2 separate regions of the Sus scrofa genome follow, and region 1 is linked to region 2. A link is a contact called in public HiChIP or PLAC-seq data. All regions are on one chromosome and are shown on one strand. Each heading gives the region's core, a stretch centred on a gene start, on an enhancer-like site or on the middle of the called end of the contact. The rest is flanking DNA. Distances are from core to core; before and after follow the strand shown. Region 1 holds the start of LOC100512448 (histone H2A.V). Region 2 overlaps LOC106506854 (a long non-coding RNA gene).

Region 1 (3,622 bases), core at 204-2,703, 46 kb before region 2:
CTCGGGATCCAAGCCTCGTCTTCGACCTACACCACAGCTCAGGGCAACGCGGGATCCTTAACCCGCTGAGCAGGGCCAGGGATCGAACCGGCAATCTCATGGTTCCCAGTCGGATTCGTTTCCGCTGTGCCCTGACGGGAACTCCACAGATACATTTGTTATATTTAACAAAAACATACTTTTATGGAACCAAACTTATGTGAATACAAAACTGCACAGAAAATGAATAATTACTTTCTCTTCACCACCCCCTCAAACTGTGCTTACGTTACACTCTCCCAACTTCGCACATTTCAAAGACGATGGACTGAGAAACAAACTACAAGCATGACAAAATTTTTCTTCCAAGATCCGAGTGAGTATTAACCTGAGTTAGAAAATACGCCTACGGAGCCGGCTAAAGTACATTTCATTCAAAAAAAGTTGAAAACTGGATGCCAACCTGCTTTCACCTTAGTTTAACAGTCACGTGCTCACTCACTTCTCCTTAAGCTCAAAAAATCTCAAAACAAGAATGACACCCCACGCCTCCTGTATTTTTAGCTTACGTGAACGCCCGTGTATTTTTAGCTGCTGGTAAAGGGGCAGCCAATATACGGCACGTCGCTAAAGATTAAGTGGGGGACACCCTAAAACCCAGCGAGGAGCAGGAGAAGCATGAGCTCCGGCAAACCAGTTCACGGAGCAGCTGCAAGCCGTGCCTCGGTCGGCTGTGGAAGTGCTTCCGCTAACTGCACACCAGTTGCGGAGACCGGGTGCAACGATCCACAAGGTCGACTCCGGTTCTGAGGTGTGAGAACGTCACAATAACCACAATTTCTGCCTGCGGTTCAGCACCCGGCAGGGCTGTCTCCGGAGGGCGCTCGGGCGGACCCTGCTCGTCGCCTCGGCGTCGCCGGCTCACTCCCGAGCGGGGCACAGCCAGCGCTCGCCGCCTTTCCCTCCCAACTTTACACCGGGCCAAGTTCTCTCCACTCGCGTCTCTGAAAACCCGCACTTTCTAACCCACGCACAATGTGGGGCTCTAAGTGGGTCGCGGGGACCACGGAGGTGCTGCGGTGCTGCGAGGGCTGTTCGGCTCAGGGCCGCCCGGGCCGAGGCCCGCGCACCTCGGTTCGCGCCAGCGCCGCGGCGGGCGAGGCCGGGACCGCGGGCAGCCCCGCCGCCTGACGTCCGCCCCGCCGCTGTCGTCGCCGCCTGACGCCCATCGCCGCCTCAACAGGTAGCGGCGCCGCCTAGCCATCGACGCCCGCCCCGCAGCCCTCACCATGGTCTCGGCCGCTCCCGCCCTCGGTCCCGCCGAGCCGTCGCCGCCGCTGCCGCAGCACCGACCGCCACTGCCGCCGCCGTCGCCGCCGCCGCTGCCGGAGCTCGGACAATAACCGAGGCCCGCCTCACAGAGCCCCGGCCAATGCCCGCTCGCCTTGCTCGTTTGAACCCCGCCGGCCGCCCAATCGTGAGCCTCCTTCTAGACAGACCCCGCCCCCTCGGCCCCTCCTCCCTAACGGCTGTTTGTTTTTGCACACGGCACGCGGAGGCGGGGCCTCGGACCCCCAACACAGACGCGCCTGTGCGCGACCAGGGGCGGGGCCAAACTCCCCTCTCCGCCAGTCTTCAGGGCTGGAGCCTGACAAACGGAGGGATTCACCAATGAAAGGGGACGGCTGGAGGAAGTTATCCAATTAGAACATCGCCCGCGAGCAGGGGAGGCGGGTCGCGGGGAACGACAGCGCGATTAGCCAATGGGTGGAACGACTTGAGGCGGCTCTGACTTTCCCGCCCTTTCTTAGTGTCTGAGAACTGTTTGGGAAGGGAACTGCTGTCTGTCTGCTTCCCCTGGCGGCTTTTCAGATTCTGATTATTTCTCCGTGCTAGCGGAGGCTCGCTTCACGGCGGCACTGCTCCGGGGCATCTCGTGGCCCTTCGCCTCAGCGCCTTCCCTCTGCCGTTAGGTTAGCCGCCCAGCGAAAAGGGGGAGAAACTCTGAAATGGGGTCGCAATCTCCGAGCCTGCGGCCAAGTTGAGGCACGCGCGCGAAGAAGGGCTCGTCGGCCCACGGCCACTGCCCCCGGCTGCCCCCAGGACCACACAGCCCGCAGTTGCCGGGGCCCGGTCCGGGCTCGGGGCCAACTCTCAGCGGTTGCAGTTTTAAAACTTTGCCTCTTTTCCACAACTGTCTGCACTGACCGCGCCGGGCAGCGTTCCGGGTGTGCAGAGCCCACCGTCCCGCGCGGAGATTTGGTTCTGGCGCGATTATCACCAGGTGGGGAGATCCTGTCCCAAAGTGAGAGTGATCTTACTTCTGACCCCGAGGATGTAACATGGGGTGGGGGTGGAGGAGACCCTTCGTTTTTAAGGAAATGTAACGAGTTCGAAGGGAGGAAGAGGGGGGAGCTGCTAATAAGGATTTGGAAAAATGCGAGTGAAGGTATAGACGAGCGAGGAGAAGGGAGCGGGCGGCAGTGAGATCGGAGGCCCAGGTGAACCAAGCCTGCAAAGTAGGTAGCAAAGCTGAACAATAGAAGCGTTGGGAATTGATCCAGTGAGCGATAACCACGGTTAATCACTGCCCTTCTGTGTCCCTGGCCCTGGCGAGGGCGGTCCGAGTCGGCCAGAGCATCCCCTGTGAGTTCACCTTCAACAGATCGCCTAGGGCCCGCTGTTGGGAGGCACTGTGCTAGGATTCTGGGGCTGGCAACCTTGGCCTGTCCGTGCCCTAACCGTCCTTGACAGCAGGGGTCAGATGTTGAAGAAGGAGACAGGCCACTGTGTGAATGATAATCAATGCAAGTCCATGGAAGAGAGCAGGGTCCTTTGAGAGACAGAGGCCGAGGAATGTAATTTAGGGAGGGTGTAATTTAGCAGTGTTCCACCGAGAAAGGGCAAGTATAAAGGCTCTCAAGGGAAAAAGACTTGTCACAATGAAGGGACTTAGAAACAGGCCAGTGTGGCTGGGTAATTCTCGACTAGATCCCTCTACTTCCTGAATATCCAATCGTGCTTTTGTGTGTGTGTGTGGGCGCTGTGTGTATTGCCGCTGATTCAGTTTAGCCTTTGTCATTTTTCTCCTGGATTAGTTAAAACCTGCTAACTAATGTTCTGTCCCTTTTCTCCTTCGTTGCAATCTCAAATACAAATCTTACTTTTCCTTTTAACCTCTTTGACTTTCGAACAAAATCCAAATCCTTAGCATGGCATGGAGAGCCCTGCATTTCCCTGGCCCCTGCTCATCTCATGTTTTGTGGCTTCTCGACCACACCTGAAGCTCCATCTTGCCCTTGCACAGGCTTTTGCTGTTGCTGAGTCCTCCATCTCAGTTTCTCCCTCGCTAACTTTTTTGGTTTTTTTGGCCGACTCATGGCTCATGGAGTTCAGGGGCCAGGGGTCAGATTGGAGCCACAGTTGTGATCTACACCGAAGCTGAGGCAATATGGATCCTCCTTTAACCCACTGTTCTGGGTGGGGATAGAACCTGCATCCCAGCATTCCAGAGACACCACTGGTCCCATTGCGCCACAGCAGGAACTCCAACTTCTCCTTTTTTAATTTTTAATTTTTGTTTTTGGTCTTTCTGTCTTTTTAGGACCGCTCCCGCAGCATATGGAGTTTCCCAGGCTAGGAA
Region 2 (3,456 bases), core at 10-2,509:
CCCTAACCCTAAAATTTAACCCTAACAGGATCACCAAGCCCTACTTCTATTCTTTTTTTTTTTTTTTTTTTTTTTTTTTTTTTTTTGTCCTTTTAGGGCTGCACCCTCGGCATATGGAAGTTCCCAGGCTAGGGGTCAAATCAGAGCTGTAGCCTCTGGCCTACACCACAGCAACATCAGATCAGAGCCACGTCTGCAACCTACACTACAGCTCATGGCAACCCCAGATCCTTAACCCACTGAGAGAGTCCAGGGATTGAACCTGCATCCTCATGGATGCTAGTCAGTTTCGTTTCTACTGAGTCACTACGGGAACTCCCCCTACTTCAATTCTTGACCCCAATATGAAGTCTAGCAAGATTCAGCCCTAACCCAATCGTTAACTATAACAACAACTCTCTGATTCCTGCCCCAGAAACTTCCATATGCCCCAGGCATGGCCAAAAACCAAAGCCAAAAAAATCCCATGGCTCTCTGTAAACCCTAAACTTGATCCTAAATGGAGCCCTAGCTATATAGCTGAGACAAACTCCAGCCCTAATGCTAACTTAACCCCAAGCCCAGTTCCAGCTCCAGCTCTAAATTTATCCTTAAACCTAATACTATTTCAACAGGAAACTTAACTCTGACTTTAGTCCTCAGCTGAGCGGTCATAAACAGTCCAGCTCAACTCTCTCACTATATTTATATTCCACTATATGATAAAATTAAAAGAACCGTGCTGTCTGATAGACACTTTTCCCCCAAAGCGGCTGTAATGTTGAAATTCTAACCAGAAGCCACGTGATGGTTTTCAGAGAAATTGGCATCCTTTCCAGGAAGGCGCCCTTTCTGACCCTTTGGTCCCATTATCAGATCCTGGTATGATCTTTGCTGGAGTTCTGCCAGAGTGCACCCAGAGCTGACCTGAGTTTTGGGGACCGACTCCTACTAACCAAAATCTAACAGGTGAATGTATAAATCAAATCACTGGTCTTTAATTTACTGGGTTCCATTTTTCCAGTGATTGGAAGTGTCATGAGACTGTCGCTAGGACCCAGCGTCCCACTTTCTTGATGACTGTGTTCAGATGACACCCCTTGGGCTTGGGGCAGGGGTCCCCCCTAGGGGAGTGGATGCCGATTAGTCCCGGCCAATGAGAGACTGAACACACAATGGCCAGACTGTTTATCAAAACAGACCTCTGACCTACAAGCTACAGCACCCCGCCCAGGAAGCCAGAGGCTGTAAGTCACACTTGAGGGAAGAGCCAGCCTGCTGTCTCTAGGGACAACCCAGGAAGCCACACAACAGCCCCTGTTACAAGCGACTCCAAACGGCCAGGACTTGGTCAATAACTGACTGCTGCTTCCCCAAGTTCTGTCCCTTCTTCCAACTCAGGACCAACCAGAGAAAGCCAGACACGCTCCCCCAACCGATCACGTGGGACGCCCCCTTCTGGCGAGGGCGCCTCTGGCTCCCCCAGGCCCACAGCCCCCTTCAGGGCACCCCTGAGCCCTGTACTCCTCCAGGAAGCCCTCCTACTCCCCTGCCAGCCCTGAGTCTCTGCCAGACCAAGGGATGGGGTGACTCCCTCACCACAGCCAGCTCTGGACACACGCCTCTGCCATCCTCATCGGTTGATCTTTGTGTCTTTCCACCCCGGTCAAGCACATGCCATCTTCCCAGCCAGCAATAAGCTCAGGCGCTGGCACAAGCTCTGACCCTGGCTGGGGGTTTCTGGGAAAGATTTCCTCCCTGAAAACGGGCTGCGAGGAGGACAAGCCCCCTCCTCCCTTGGGTGCAGCCCTGTGAGCACTGAGGCTTGAGGGATTCAGGGCAGCCAGCGTGCATCCTGGGGGGTGAAGCCCTTCTGCTGATGGGATGGGCTCCAGCACTTAACTCAGGGGGGCCCGTGACATGCCACAAAAGCACTCCCGTGGATTCGCCTGGTGAGCAGACCGGGGCCAGGGCCTCGAGGGGAGGCAGAGGACAGTCCTCGGTGGAGAGGCTCAGGCCCAACTGATGGTGATCAGGAGCAGGATGCCAGATGCTTGTCACTTTCTTTTTTTAACCAACCCATCAAACCGTGGGACTTTTATTTGAATCTTGTAGATGCTTATCACTTAAACTCTTCTTTCCAAGACTCTAGGAAGACCACTCCTCTCCTATGAACGTTTACTTGTTTCCAGACACGACCTGAAACTGAACAGCCACAAGGAAGGTCCTGTTCACTCTGGCAGCTTGGCCTCCCCGGCCTCCACTCTCTGGCCTCTAACTCCATCCTCGTTCCTGTCCCAGCAGCAGGCTCATTCCTGACCCTCGCAGGGTTTTCAGACGCAGGGGCTGCTCCTTGCCCTGGCGTGTCACCTCCACGCCCAGCCTGCTGTTGAGACCAAGCCCCACTCAGCAGCCCTGGTCCCTCTGCTTAACCTGGGGTCGTGGCAGCAGATGCGGTTCTCCCTGCTTTGGGGAGGAATCCAGCCTGGCTGACAGCAGAGGAAAGTCAGGAGCTTCTGCCCTGCTTTAGTCACTTGGAAAATGTGCTGATTGCTTGGTGGCATGTTTTCGAGTCTTGTAAACGGAGGATGGAGGGATGGAGGGATGGAGGGATGGAGGGTGGGTGGGAAGTGGGGTTGCGGATGCTACTGCACCCCACCGAGGTGGGGACCTTGTGTTTCCTGCTCTCTCCCCACGTGCAGCACTCTTCTCTGGAACAATGTGGGCTCAGCTCAGTGAAGATTTAAACAGAACAGATGGTCTGCTTGTTTGGATTTGGCTTCTAGAATATTCTAACCTTTTGTAGCTCATAAGGGTGTTTTTTTCCACCCCTAAGTAAAAAGTAGAAGCTCAAGCACTCTGGTTGTGGCTCAGCCGCTTAAGAACCCGACATAATCTCTGTGAGGATTCGGGTTCGACCCCTGGCCGTGATCAGTGTGATAAGGATCCGATGTTGCTGTGAGCTGTGGTGTAGGTCACAGACTCGGCTTGGATCTGGTGTTGTTGTGGCTGTGGTGTAGGCCAGCAGCTGCAGCTCTGATCTGACCCCTGGCTGGGGAACTTCCATATACAGCAAGTATGGCCCTAAAAAGCAAAAGCAAACAAACAAAACCCAAGAATCCAACTGCAGCGGCTCTGGTGCCTGCAGAGGTTTCAGGTTTGGAGCTGTGGGTTAAAGCATCTGGTGTTGCTGCAGCTGCAGTGTAGTTGCAGCTGTGGCTTGGATTCAGTCCCTGGCCCAGGAATCTCCATATGCTCAGGTGTTGTCATAAAAATTTTTAAAAATCACCACTAAATTTAGTGGCTGAAAATAAACTTTTTTTTTTTGGCCGCACTTGAGGCACACAGAAATTCCCAGGCCAGAGATCAAACCCATGCCACTGCAGCAACCAGAGCCACAGCAGTGACAATGCCAGATCCTTAACCCACTGAGCCACCAGGGAACTCTGTAACAACCATTTTATTGCTTGAAGATTC

Evidence for each region. HiChIP or PLAC-seq counts read pairs in DNA pulled down with a chosen protein or histone mark.
Region 1: a contact with region 2 is called in an H3K27ac HiChIP or PLAC-seq map of alveolar macrophages. The contact joins the promoter of LOC100512448 here to the enhancer-like site in region 2. A contact is called at or near these places in 1 of 5 promoter capture datasets (liver), 15 of 47 Hi-C or Micro-C datasets (alveolar macrophages, embryonic fibroblasts, epiblast stem cells and 7 more) and 2 of 2 datasets of contacts at active chromatin or transcription factors (alveolar macrophages and skeletal muscle).

The regions. Positions count from the first base shown.
Region 1 is chr18:50,531,213-50,534,834 of Sscrofa11.1, reverse strand. LOC100512448 (histone H2A.V) reads right to left here and starts at 1,453. Exons shown (of 5, transcript XM_021078658.1): 1 at 1,268-1,453. The coding sequence starts at 1,270.
Region 2 is chr18:50,485,369-50,488,824 of Sscrofa11.1, reverse strand. The region is part of intron 2 of LOC106506854 (a long non-coding RNA gene); the gene reads left to right. Among named protein-coding and RNA genes, the nearest start is that of MYO1G, 21 kb to the right of the region's middle. Within about 2 kb of position 1,259, at least 35 of the 83 cell types and tissues checked have an H3K27ac peak or open chromatin away from gene starts, as enhancers often do. A contact at or near this core is called in alveolar macrophages, liver, mesenteric adipose tissue and 3 more, where this site is marked.